2 separate regions of the Mus musculus genome follow, and region 1 is linked to region 2. Evidence: chromatin contacts called from public HiCAR-type data. All regions are on one chromosome and are shown on one strand. Each heading gives the region's core, a stretch centred on a gene start, on an enhancer-like site or on the middle of the called end of the contact. The rest is flanking DNA. Distances are from core to core; before and after follow the strand shown. Region 1 holds the start of Ehd2 (EH-domain containing 2). Region 2 holds the start of Zfp324 (zinc finger protein 324).

What was found. HiCAR-type assays count read pairs that join an accessible place to other places.
Region 1: a HiCAR-type map of astrocytes shows a contact between it and region 2, with 6 times the contacts expected there. The contact joins the promoter of Ehd2 here to the promoter of Zfp324 in region 2. A contact is called at or near these places in 7 of 39 promoter capture datasets (the C10 cell line, cranial neural crest, embryonic stem cells and 4 more), 1 of 484 Hi-C or Micro-C datasets (B cells) and 2 of 115 datasets of contacts at active chromatin or transcription factors (astrocytes and epiblast stem cells).

Annotation. Positions count from the first base shown.
Region 1 is chr7:15,965,799-15,972,540 of GRCm38.p6, forward strand. It overlaps Ehd2 (EH-domain containing 2), which reads right to left and starts at 1,737. Exons shown (of 6, transcript NM_153068.3): 1 at 1,622-1,737. Bicra (BRD4 interacting chromatin remodeling complex associated protein) reads right to left here. Exons shown (of 14, transcript NM_001081418.1): 14 at 5,464-6,742. The coding sequence ends at 5,980.
Region 2 is chr7:12,961,646-12,968,682 of GRCm38.p6, forward strand. Zfp324 (zinc finger protein 324) reads left to right here and starts at 4,193. Exons shown (of 4, transcript NM_178732.4): 1 at 4,193-4,654. The coding sequence starts at 4,571. It overlaps 1810019N24Rik (RIKEN cDNA 1810019N24 gene), which reads right to left and starts at 172. Exons shown (of 2, transcript NR_166501.1): 1 at 44-172. Gm29638 (a long non-coding RNA gene) reads left to right here. Exons shown (of 2, transcript XR_391162.4): 2 at 1-242.

The DNA of each region.
Region 1 (6,742 bases), core at 487-2,986, 3.0 Mb after region 2:
TCCTCAACCTTACCCACACTGTTTCACGGAGGAAACTGAGCCTCAGGAAGGCATCAGTAGCTTGCACGGGTTCATCGAGCTGGAAAGCACTCCAGCTGGGCTCCCATGTTAGGCCTCAAAGCTTAGGGGGAAAGTTGTCACCAACCTTGCAGTAGTGAGCACCCCTAAAGCCAGACCGTGCTCTCTGTAGTGCCTCAATGCCTTCACGAGCCTGTGGTGTCTGGGTTGATGCATCTCCTGGCTGTCAGTAATAGTCTCTCCCCTTGCTCCATAGGTAGACGCTTATTTTAGTGACTTTGAAGAGCCAGCTTTTGGTCAGATTGGAGTCTCTAACTGTCATTCCTCACAGAAAGAATGGAGGGCTCCTTAGAAGAGCAGCTGTCCCAGAGCTGTGGCTGTGGCTGTGGCTGTGGCTGTGGCTGTGGCTGTGGCTGTGGCTGTGGCTGTGGCTGTGGCTGTGGCTGGGGCTGTGGCTGTGGCTGTGGCTGTGGCTGTGGCTGGGGCTGGGGCTGGGGCTGGGGCTGGGCCTGGGGCTTGGAGGTTAGGAAGGAACAAGCCAGTCTGAGTCAGCTCAAAGGCCACCCAGCACTCAGCCTGAAATGGCTCTCCTTAGCCAAAGATGAGACAATTTTTCCTTTTTTTTTTCTTTTATTAAAAATATTTTATGTGTCTTTATGTATGCCTGTGTTCCATGTTCATGGCCCCTTGGGGGCCAGAAAAGAATTTTGGATTCCCCTGGACTGAAGTAACAGATGGTTTTGAGCTACCATGTAGGGCAGAGTGCATATCTGTAATCTCAGCACTAGGCAGGCAGACACAAGATTAGAAGTTCGGGACCATCCTCTACCTCTACCTCTGGAAGAGCAGCCAGTTCTGACTCTCAGTGAACTCTCCACCACCAGCTTCCTCTCCGACATCCCCGCCCCCTACATTCTCACTATGTAGCTCTGACTGACCTGGACCTATGTAGCCCAGGTTAGCCTTAGACTGAGATCTGCCTGCCTCTGCTTTCTACATCTTGGGGTTCAAGGAGTGTGCCACCATATCTGACTCAAAGATGGGACAATTTAAATATCAAAACAAACAAACAAAACCCCAAACGTTGCAAATCAAAATATAAAATCATTGTGACTTAAAGGAAAAGGGAAGAGTGGAAAGAAAATGGATTGGAGGGGTGGGAGAAATAACGGACGGAAGAACCTGTGACATAGATGAAGAGAGGGAACCCTGGAAATGTCCCAGGCAGGGAGGCAGCTGAGGGGCATCTCAAAAAGGGGTGGCTGAAGAGTCTATGCACTTCGAGAGGCAAGAGAAGGCTCTTGGGTGGCAAGACGGACCAAGGGGAGCAGAGATGGGTGTGGAGGGTAGAAGGCCACTTCAAAGGGGGAGTCTTCAAAGATGAAGGCTGGGTAGGGACTGGGAGAACTGGGGGAGGGGGAGGGGGAGGGGGCTATACGGAGTACTAAAGAGAGGCTGGGGAGATCTGAGGAGGTTGAGGGAAGATTTGAGGAGGGGTGGGGGTAGTCCTGGAGTGTGGGAATTGGGAGCGACTGGGACGGAGAGTGCACAGACTGTTACAGAGGGGAGCGAGGGTGAGAGGTGGGATTTGGGGAGCACTCACCAGGGATCTGGGGAGCGCAGAGCAAGCAGCCCGAGCTCTGTCCTGTCCGCAGTGGAGTGAGACGGGTGGGGCCGCGTGCGCTAGGAGCGGCGAGCAGGGCGGGCCCCAGGCCCCCTGTCCTAGCCCGCGCCAGCCTCGGGCGCCCCCTGGCGGGCACTGTGAAAACGCGCACAGGTTCGAGCGTGCACTCCTTAGTTCAGTGTGAGCCCCATCCTCCAGCTTTTGGCTCCCTCTCTTAGCAAATAAGTTGACAGAGGCTGCAGCAGGCCTACCAATAATTTGTCTGATCATAGTGGTGCATGCAAGTTTGAAGCCAGCTGGACCGCGTGGGGGGGGGGGCGGGGATCCTGTCTCAAAAATAACTGTAACAACAGTAATTTTAAAATCTTAAGTACAAGACGGAAGAGTTAGATGGTCAGCATTTAAGAATACTGACTGAGCCGGGCGTGGTGGCACACACCTTTAATCCTAGCACTTGGGAGGCAGAGGCAGGCGGATTTCTGAGTTCTGAGGTCAGCCTGGTCTACAAAGTGAGTTCCAGGACAGCAGAGCTATACAGAGCAGAGCTATACAGAGAAACCCTGTCTCGAAAAACAAAAGCTAAAACAAAAAAACCTCCACCCCCCCCCCAAAAAAAGAATACTGACTGCTCTTCCAGAGGACTTGGATTCAATTCCCAGCACCCACATTACAACTCACATTACAACACATATTACAACAGCTCACAACTGTCTGTAACTTCAAGATCTGACACCCTCACACACACATGTGCAAAGCAGGCAAAACACCAACACATATAAATAAAAGTAAATTATTAAAATGTAAGTGCACAGGCCCAATGTGGTGGCACAAGCCTTTCATCCCAGCATTTGGGAGGCAGAGGCAGGTGAATCTCTATGAGTTTAAAGCCAGCCTGATCTTCATAGCAAATTCCAGACCAGCCAAAGCTACGTAGTAGAGACGCTGTGTATCTACTATAAAAACAACCAACCAACCACCACCAACACCACCGCCACCAACAAAAACACAAGGGGGAGAAACCTCAAGGCCATGGGGCTAGGGATGTGGCTTAGTTGGTACAGTGCCCATCTAGGATACATGAAGCCCTGAGTTCTATCGCCAGCACAGAATATGCCCAGCACGGTGGTGCAGGCATACACTCTCAGCATCAGTTCATAGACACAGCACACGGGGTGGTAGTTTGAATAAAAATGGCCTCCGTAGGCTCATAGGGACTGGCATTATTAGGAGCTGTGTTTTTGTTGGAGTAGGTATAGTCTTTTTGGAGGACGTGTGTAGGGGGTAGAGGGGGGACATCGAAGTGTCAAATAATCAAGCCAGGCCCAGTCTCTCTCTCCCTGCTGCCTGCCAACCTAGATGTACAACTTACCTCTTCAGCACCATGTCTGCCTACATACCTCCACGTTTCCTGTCATGATGATAACAGATTGAACCTCTGAAACTGTAAGCCAGCCCCAATTAAACGCTTTCCTTTATAAGAGTTGTCGTGGTCATGGTGTCTCTTCATAGCAATAGACACCCTAACTATGACACATGCCTTACTTTATTTTGGCATTCTAAAATAGAGTCTGGACACTAAGTAGCCCAAATTACCCTCACGATTCTCCTGCCTCAGCCCCCCACACACATAGGTGTATGCCACCATACAAAGCAAGCAAACGGTTGCTTTTCTGAAAATGTCGCCTGCCCACAATGACCACTTTCCAGACTGCTGGGATTACAGGTGTGTACCACCATGCCCAGTTTATGGGATGATGGTAAAAAAAAAAACTTAGGGCCTCTTGCATACTAGTCAAGTTTTTTTCTCAATTTATATATATTTATTTACATTTTTAAGATTTATTTTCATGTGTATCGGCAACAGGATGAGAGTTGAGCCTTTCAGAAGGTCTCTCCTGGCTCTGAGTGCCCCGGACAATGATCCACGAAGCCAATCAGACAAGACCTTGTTTTCAGATGTTACCAGTGCATCAACCTAGAAGCCCAGTCCTAGGTATGTGTATGGGTGTGTGGTGATTTGAATAGTTTTGGGCCCTGGAGATTCATGTATTTCAATGCTTAGCTTTAGGGAAAGGCTCTAATAGGAGGTGTGGCCTTGTTGTAGGAAGTGTGTCACTGTGTAGGTGGGCTTTGAGACCTCCTATGCTCAGGCTCTGCCCAGTGCAGAAGACAGTCTCCTCCTGGCTGCTTTCCAACCAAACCAGAACTCTCAGCTCCTCCAGCACCATGCCTGCCTGCGTGCTGCCATGCCTCCCGCCATAATAGACTAAACCTCTGAAACTGTAAGCCAGGCTCCCAACCCCAATGTTTTCTTTTATAAGAGTTGCCTTGGTCATGGTGTCTTTTTACAGCAATAACATGCTAAGACAGGTGTTTGGCCTGCATACTACATATGCCTCATGTGTGTGTACAGTACTTTCATAGACCAGAAGAGGGCACCAGATGCCTGGGATTAAAGTTACAAATGATTATGAGCCATCATGTGGATACTAAGAATCAAACCCAGGTCTTTGGCAAGAACAGCCAGTGCTTGTAACTGGTGAGCCATCTCTTCAGTCTCGGGTCTTGTACAGCCCAGGCTGACCTTGATCTCCTCAAGTAACTGAAAAGGATCTTGAACTCCTGGTTCTCTTGCTTCTACTTCCTGAGTGCTAGCATATACCACCACATCCCTAAGTGTCTTTGAGCTTTATTGACATGTCTGTGTGGGTGTGCTCACGTGAATTTATGTGTAACACATATGTTCAGCAACCCAAAGGGGACCCTAAGAGGGTGTCATATTCCTGGACCTGGTGTTGTGAGCAGCCACGTGGGTGCTAGGAACCAAACCTGGTCCTCTATAAGAGCAGTAAGCACTCTTAACCACTAAGCCATCTCTGGTGCCCCATAAATGTCTTTGGACAGAAAACTAAAACAAGGTACTGAGTGGATGGTTGATAATATTGACCCTAGATTGCCAGGGTCCCAATCCCACATCCCCTGGACCAATGGTTTGGAGCATTTTCAAGCAAAGCCCGCAGTACTATACTGAGAACTGACACCACTGGTTTCAGAGGCAGGGAATTCCAAACTACCCTCTCACCAGCCCCACAGCACTTAGAACATGGCTTAGGACCCAGTGGACATTCACCCAACATATAAAATCCCTCTCCATTGGCTTGGTTCCAACCCACCAACACCATTCCCAAAATAAAACACCCAAAACCAACAGGGGCCAGAGGGGGCCTGAGTAGTTTAAAAAAAAAAAAGGATCGGCTTTTAATTTACAAGAGTTCTAGATGTACAGAATTCTCCCTTAAAAAAATCGTTATACACAATAAATACAGTACAAAAAAAATCTTTATCTTACAGTACTAGTTTTGTCTCCGAAATTTCAAAACGTGGCGTGGTGGGCTGGAGGCAAGAAGAATACAGGGAAGACTGCTTGGGAGAAGGAAGGACGACCCCGTGTCTTGTTCCTCTGGAGGGATGGGGGGGGGGGCGCTCTCTCTCTCTCATGCACGCGCGCGCGCGCGCGCACACACACACACAGGATGACTCAGGTGAATGCACGTATGGATGGGATGCAGGTACCCCCCTCTCTCTCTCTCTCATGCACGCGCGCGCGCACACACACACACACACAGGATGACTCAGGTGAATGCACGTATGGATGGGATGCAGGTCCTCTCTCTCTCTCTCTCTCTCTCTCTCTCTCTCTCTCGTGCACGCACACATACACAGGATGACTCCGGTGAGTGCACGTATGGATGGGATGCAGGTACCTCTCTCTCTCTCTCTCTCTCTCTCTCTCTCTCTCTCTCTCTCTCTCTCTCTCTCGTGCACGCACACATACACAGGATGACTCCGGTGAGTGCACGTATGGATGGGATGTAGGTACTTTGGGACACTGGCTTGAGTCCTTGCTTCCTAATCTTTCAGGCTCTGTGGGCAACAGGATGAGAGTTGAGCCTTTCAGAAGATCTCTCCCGGCTCTGAGTGCCCCGGACAGTGATCCACGAAGCCAATCAGACAAGACCTTGTTTTCAGATGTTACCAGTGCATCAACCTAGAAGCCCAGTCCTAGGCAACACTCATGTATCCCCTGTCCTGGCTTGTGCCAGGGGGACGTTGTACCTTATAGCCCACCTTCCCCTAGAAAACCCACGCCCCATTCCAAATCTCTAGCCAACGTGGAAGCAGGAAGGTGGGGAGGCCTTTGTGACTCAAAATAACTTAGGCAAGAATTGTCAGGGGAACTGGGTTAGTGCCCCTTAGAGGTGGAGGTCGGCGGTCAGGCTGCTCTCCTGGAAGTGGGGTTGGGGGCACTCTATGAGGGCTGCAGAAGCAGCCCGGTGTTATCTGTTCAACGTCCTGGCACCGAGGCCACCATTGTGACTAGAGGGTGGGAAGGCGTCAGGCCTGTGCAGGGGCGCTGGGGATGTGGGGGTGCCAGGCGTGGGCCCCGTATGGGGGTATGGGCCTGCGGGTGTCCGGCCGGGGGCCTGCTGCAGGTTAAGGATGCTGTCGATGGCACTCTGCAAATGCTCAGTAAGTGTATCATCCTGCGGGCTGTCACTAGAGAAGCTGGCCTGGTCCACGTCCGGGGACTCAGACTTGCGTCGTTTGGCTGGGGGTAGCACGGGTGCTTCCCAACTGGGTTCAGTGGGGCCCTGGCTGGTAGCGGAGGCTGGAGTCTCCGGGGGTGGTGGGCCGCCCTTCAGAACCCGCTGATATAGTTCATCCTCCACCGCTGCCAGCTCCCGGATCAGCCCACTGGTGGCTTCGTCTACCTTGGTGGGCAGTGGGGTGGGGCTGCCCGCACCCCGCGGCCGTCCCTGTGCACCCTCGGCGGCACCAGGATTGCCCATGTTTTCTCGGTAGGTCTTGCGTAGTGGTAGACGTGGGCAGGACGCAGGCACCGTGGGTTTGCGTACTGCGGGTGGGGGATGGTCCAGAGTGCCATTCATCTGCGCCTGGGTAGCAGGAGGGAGTGGGGGCGGAGCTGGGTGTGGCGGAGGCTCCGCCCCTTTCGCTGGGGTTGGAGCCGGCAAGGGCTGATGCACAGGATCCAGTGCAGTGTTGTGCACCACCTTGCTGAGCCCCGCCTCTTGTTTGATC
Region 2 (7,037 bases), core at 2,943-5,442:
CAGTAGCAAGGCAAAACACCAGAGGACGTGAATATGAGCCTACCGTCTCGCTCGCTCGGAGACTCAATGCCCAGGGACTTCAAGCCTGCAAGGACTAGGAAATGGAAAGCATCGGCTACAAGTGCCGTCCTCCCCATTACCCTTCCTCTCCGGTCCCAAGGAGGCGTGTACTAAGTGAAAGGACTCGGCTTATAGATCCCACCCATTTGGCGAGCAAAATAAAGTCACGACTCCGTTGCGCACACAGCCTGAGAAAAAGCTTTTTTTTTTTTTTTTTTTTTTTTTTTTTTTTTTTTTTTGAGAAAAAGCTTTTCATCTGGGTTGTGATTGGCTCAGAGTCTAGAGAGCCTCACAGTCTTGTGGTAAATGTAGTTTCCACCCGGCATCTGGTGAGCGAGGAGCGAGCTTTTGTTCTCCGTGGCATTGACTTAGCGGCATTGTAGAGAACGTAGAGAATGGAGCTAGGCAGAGGTGTCATACACCTTTAATCTCGGTGAGTTCGAGGCCAGCCTGGTTCACAAAGCAAGTTCCAGAACAGCCAGGGCTACACAGAGAAACTGTATTGAGGAAAAACAAAACCGAAACAAACAAACAAAAAATATGGCATGGATATAAATTAACTTCCGTTTAGGACTCTCCTTTTAGAGATTCCCCGCAAGTACCAGTGCCCTGAGATCCTTTTTCTTTGTTTGTTTGGTTGGTTGTTTTTTTTTTTTTTGTTTTTTTTTTGTTGTTGTTGTTGTTTTTGTTTTTGTTTTTCGAGACAGGGTTTCTCTGTATAGCCCTGGCTGTCCTGGAACTCACTATGTAGACCAGTTTGGCCTCGAACTCAGAAATCCGCCTGCCTCTGCCTCCCGAGTGCTGGGATTAAAGGCATGCGTCACCACTGTTCGGTGAGATCCTTTCTTTAATGACATGGAGTGCCCTTCTAATTTAGCGGATTCTGACCCAAAGTTATTAGCATATTTGAAGAGCTTACTAGTACTTCAATTTCACCCGCGGGGCTCCTCTGCCACTTACTGAGTCTGAACTCCCCCTTGACTTGAGCACCCAGGCCTCGATGAGACTCCTGGGGATTCTGAGCTCACTTAGAAGCTGCTGTGATTTGTAGTCTGGTGGTGAATTTTCTGGGTGGCTTGATACTGACTGTGTATACCAGGATAGCTTAGAACTCACAGAGATCTATCTACCTGACCCTGTCTTCTGAGTAATGGGGTTAAAGGCATGAAGGCATGAGCCACCATGCCTGAGAAAAATAATATTAATTTTACATTTATTTGTATGTGCCTGCCATGAGATTTATGTGGAGGTCAAAGGACAACCACAGTAGCCAGTCCCAGGTACTGAGCTCTGATCACTGGGCTTGGTAGCAATCTCACCAGCAAGGGTACTGAGGGTTTAAACTCAGGTCTGTATACGTACACGCAAGCGCTCTTAACCCACTGAACCATCTTCCTAGCCTCGTAACCTTCCTTTTGAGAGATGATATAGCAGGGAGAGAAGTTTCAGAAAATAAGAAAGTCCAAGGTACCAGAAAAAACATACTAGGCAGGCATCCAAAAGAAAATAGACTAGGGGGGGGGGAGAGAGAAAAGGAAACGTTGTAACTTTCAGATACACTTTACTGACCCTGTGGTAGCTTGTGGAGATCATCTCTCTTGGCTTTCTTTCTTTCTTTCTTTCTTTCTTTCTTTCTTTCTTTCTTTCTGTCTGTCTGTCTGTCTGTCTGTCTGTCTGTCTGTCTTTCTCTCTCTCTCTCTCTCGCCCTTCCTTCCTTCCTTCCTTTCTCATATACCACTGAGCTACACCCCTAGCTAGCCCTCTATACTTCTTGAGACAAGATTTTACGGAGTTGCCTAGCTTGGCTTTGAACTTACTATGTAGCCGAGACTGTGAACTTGTAATCCTCCTGCCTCAGTCTCTGGAGAAGCTGGGCTTGCATGCCAATGTCACCACTAGACCTGCTGTGGCTATTTTGTTGCACTTGCTTTCCTATTTTAAAGGTTTGTATATAGCATGTGCCTGCATGAATTTATGAGCACCACCTGTATACAGGTGCCCTTGGAGGCCTGAAGGTATTGGATCCCTTGACACTAGAATTATAGGCAGTTGTGAGAAGGCTGGTGTGAATGAAACCTGGGTCTTCTGCAAGGTCAGTAAGTGTTGGGACATTTCTCCAGCCCCTAGTTTTGTTTTGTTTTGTTTTGTTTTGTTTGGCCTCATATTTAGCCCTGGCTGGCCTGGAAATCTTTTGTAGATCAGTCTGGCCTTGAACTCACAAAGACTATCAGCCTGTCCCTGGAGTATTGGGATTTAAGGCTCATACCACCTCAACCAGCCTTTTCTTTCCTTTAAAGAAATTTCTTTCTCTCGTGTGCGAACGAGTGTAGGTGCCTGTGTGCTGTGGCACTCAGTAGAAGGTAGAGGACAACTGGAATGAGTCCATTCTCTTCCATCTGGGGACGGAAACAGGGTGGCAGGCTTGGTGACAAGTGCCTTTAACTTGCTGGACCATCTTACTGGTCACTTTCTTCTCTTGGATTCAGGGCCCCATGTATTTATTCCAGGCTGCTTTTGAACTCACTGTACACTAAAAAATGACTTTGAATTAATTGTCCTTAGTCTTTCTGCAAAGTTCTGGGATTACAAGCATGTACTACCACACCTGGCTTCTTCTGGTGTGTGCGCGGAGACAGGGAGGTGGGGGGGACAGACTCACTCTATAGTCTAGGCTGGCCTTAAATTTGTGACAAATCTCCTGGTGTAGCTTTCTAAGTTCTGTAATCATTGTCTCTTGTCGCCCAGGCTGATCTCAAATTCACACTATAGCTACAGCTGCTCGTGAAAGAAGCTCTGGTCCTTCTGCCTCTGCCTCCTGAGTACTGGGATAGTAGCTGCTACCACAGCCAGCTCTCAACCCACGCTGTTTGAGAACCCACTGTACTTAGGGGCTGCATTAGCCCACCCTTAACAAGAGACCCAAGGAACTTCTATATAGAGACAAGCATACATAGAACTAAGGAACCCAACACAGGAGAAATGAGAATCCTGAAAGAAGATCCCTCACATGCTGCAGAATAGAGAAAAACCTTTTCCTGTCCTCCAATAACAGGGCCAGTCTTCACTGAGACTGCCCTGCCTTTCCAAAATCTCACATATCACTTAGATTGGCCCCAAGGAAATAAAGAATCAATATTGTGATGTGTGGAAAAGAGGGAAGAACAGGTGTCCTAAGGACAAGCAGCCAAGCATAGAAACTAGTTGATGTGCAAGGGTCTGAAATAAGAGCTCGCAACATTGACCTTCACTCTTTCCAAGACTGAGATAGGGGAATAGAAAGAGAGGCCGAAACCCAACTCTGTCTCTGCAGCTGGCCACACAGAGGGAAACTGCCTGAGCATGTTATCTCCGTATGTGATCGCGGTTGGTGTGGAAGTTGCTATGTAGTCTAGGATGGCCTTAAGTTTACAATGATCCTCCTGCCTCTCTCTCTTCTGAGTGCTGAGATTAAAGGTATGCGCCATCATGGATCTGATCTAAGGCTTTTCTGTCTATTTATTTCCCATGCGCATTGGCATTGGTGTTTTGCTTGCGTGTATGTCTGAAAGTGTTGGGTCCTCTGGAACTGGAATTACAGATAGTTGTGAGCTGCCTTGTGGTGATTTGAGCCCGGATCTGCTGGAAGAACAGTCAATGATCTTAACCGTTGAATTGCCCTGGAACTCTCTTTGTAGACCATGCTGGCCTTGAAATCAGAGATCTTGCCTCTGCCTCCCAAGTGCTGAGGCTACAGGTGTGTGCCACCACGCCCACTGCTGCCGTCTCTTTAGAAGGGATTCCCCATACGTTTTTTCTTTTGTGCTCCCAGCTTGTGTCGCCTGCCTCCCGAAATCTCCAAGTTTCCACTTCTGAATCTTCAGGTTTTGGTCCTGGGCCGCTTGCCCAGAGCGGGGACCTACCCAGGAGTCTCTGTTAGTGCTCAGGCCTGGCTGAAACCGGACGGTGGTGGTAAACTTCACTTTCCAGCTAAGGCTGGGAGGTAGGGAGAAAAGATGCTTTGGATACCCGCCATGGATACCAGGAAGGCACCCTCCTGTCATTCAGGCAAGTCAGCAGGAACTACGTTTACCCGAGCATCCGTGCTGTGCATTGGGCCAACGCGGATAGGAGAGGCGGGGCTTCCGGCGGTCTGGGTTGTCACTTTGCAGACTGGCTTAAGGCCACACGGGTGATCCCGATTGGTGCACGAAAGGCCTGGCCGACTCTGCAAATCTCGAGGAGGTTCTGGGGACCCAAGACTAGAGCAAATAAGGATAGTACTCGCAGTTGCCCGATTCTAACCTTGGCTCGGTACACGTCGGCACTGCAAGCCCGCAGCTCTGCCTCCAAGCCTCAGTATTCCCTGTTGGCTCATAGGCTGCAGCGGAGACCGTTAGGGTTGTGCCGAAGCCACGAACTCTCCATCCCCCAGCCGCAGCCCGCCAGGAGTCCTCTGGGCGTACAACGCCCTTTTCTGACCGGGAAACTGAGGCCCAGGCGGGCTGCGCGAGGCCGTGGGCGGGGACGGGCTATGCCCAGGTCTCTCGCCCGTCATGCCCCGCCCCCACTGCAGATTCCGGCGGCGGCAACCTGGCCGCTGACAAATCCACCGCGGGTGAGTGTAGGAATCTTTCCAAGGACCCACCAGGTGTCCTGGCTTGCCCTCTTACTGTACTGTGGGGAGGGACCCAGTTGCTTCCAACATCATAGTCCAGGTGAGTGAGGCGTGCGGGTGTGGAAGCCTCACTTGTGACAGCCAAGTGGGTAAGGTCTGGGGAAAAGTTAAAGGAAAGCACCCACATGTGCAAACGCCAAGGTGAGACTTTTATATTTTGAAGTCTCTCTCTCTCTCTCTCTCTCTCTCTCTCTCTCTCTCTCTCTCTCTCTCTCTCTCTCTCTCTCTCTCTCTCTCTCGCGCGGCTGGCCGCTAATTAGATATGCAGCCAAGAAATGGCCTTGCCCTTCTGGTCCCTCTGCTTCTGCTTCCATAGTGCTAGGTTTTCAGGCATGCTTGAGCACACACAGTTTATTCCGTACTGGGGATGGACCCCAAGACCTTGTGCATACCATGCAAACACTACAAACTTTCATCCCAGCCTGGTATTTAGCAATTTAGACGTGGAATAACCAAGGAAGGGAGGTCTTGTGTGTCTGAAACAGCAGGCAGAGGAATTGGGACTCTGTCCCAGAGGCATCGGAAGACAGAGTGCTTTAAACACAGACTGGACAGTTCCCAGTTAAGATTTTTAAGAGTGATTTTTAAAATTTTTATGTGTACTTTTGTGGGTCTATGCATATGAGTGTTGGTTCCCGGGGAACTTTGTTGTAGGCACTTGTGAGTCATCTAATGTGGACACTGGGAGCTGAATTCATGCCCTTTGAAAGAGCAGCACATACTCTTAACCGCTGAGCCATCTCTCTAGCCCCAGGCTTTGGGGTTTTGTTTTGAAAGACAATCTCACTGTGTAAATCTAGCTGGTCTGCAACTTGGTATGTAGGACCCTTGAGACAGGGTCCCACTATGTAACCATGGCTGTGCTGGAAATGTACAATTAGACCAGGCTGTTCTGGAACTCACAGAGATCCACTTGCTTCTGCCTCCCGAGTGTTGGAATGAAAGGCCTGTGCTACCACACCCAGACACCTAATTAAGATTTTAAAAGCATCTTCTCTTTTTCTGAGCGTAGAACAGACGTGGTGGAATAATATGTATAATAATTCATATTATTATGTAGAACAGAGGCTAGTAGCCCTTGGTCTATGTGAATGATGGTGGTCCCTGCATGAGATTAGTCATGGTAGTGGTTAAGGTGGCTGAATTATGAGTAGATCTGCTGATGCATCAGTGTTGTGTGAAGAACTCTATTGGTCAGCCTGAGCACCTGGGAGGATGGAACTACTGTAGACACAGGAAAGACCAGGCATGTGTGATGTCCCAGAGTGGACTGATTTGATGGGCCTGAAGTGATAGATGTCCAGTTAATTAATCCTAGCGTCTTGAGCCGGGACCTGAGAATTAAAGAAGTATAGTATACTGGCTGGTTGCTGGTTTTGTGTGTCAACTTGACACAAGATAGAGTCATTAGAGAGGAAGGAGCTTCAGTTGAGAAAATGCCTCCATGAGATTGAACTATAAGGCATTTTCTTAATTAGTGATCAATGTGGGGAGGCCCAGTCCAGGGTGGGTGGTGTCATCCCTGATCTGGTGGTCCCGGGTTCTACAAAAAAAAAAAAAAAAAAGCAAGCTGAGCAAGCCATGGGAAACAAGCCAGTAAGCAGCATCCCTCTATGGCCTCAGCATCAGATCCTGCCCAGTTGGCGTTGCTGTCTCGACTTCCTCCAGTGATGGACTGTGATCTGGAAGTGTAAGCTGAATAAACCCTTTCCTCCCAAGTTTCTTTTTGGTCATCAATACTAAGACAGATAGCTTCACAGAGTTGACTAGGGCTGGTTGCTTAGGATTTGAGAACAGGGAGGAAAGGCTTGTGGTGCCTATGGCTGTGAGGGGAAGAGTCCAACAGGTGGCTGAGCAAGGGTATGAGTTGTAAAAGCAGAAAGGAAATGGAGCATTGGTATAGAGGCAAGAAGGATTGACTTTCTGTATGTCTACCAGGTTGATGAGGCCAGTCCCACCTCAGACCTCTGACACCCCAATACCCATAGCAGTAACTGAGATTGTCTACTTACTCCAAAGGGCCTTTTTTTTTTTTTAATTTTTTTTTTTTTTTTTTTGGTTTTTTGAGACAGGGTTTCTCTCTGTAGCCCTGGCTGTCCTGGAGCTCACTTTGTAGACCAGGCTGGCCTCGAACTCAGAAATCCGCCTGCCTCTACCTCCTGAGTGCTGGGATTAAAGACGTGCACCACCACGCCCAGCTCCATTTTTTTTTTTTTTTTAAATTGGTGTTTGACTGGATTTCTCTACATAGCTGTGGCTGTCCTAGAACTCGCTATGTAGACCAAGCTGGTCCCAAACTCACAGACATATACCCGCCTCTCAA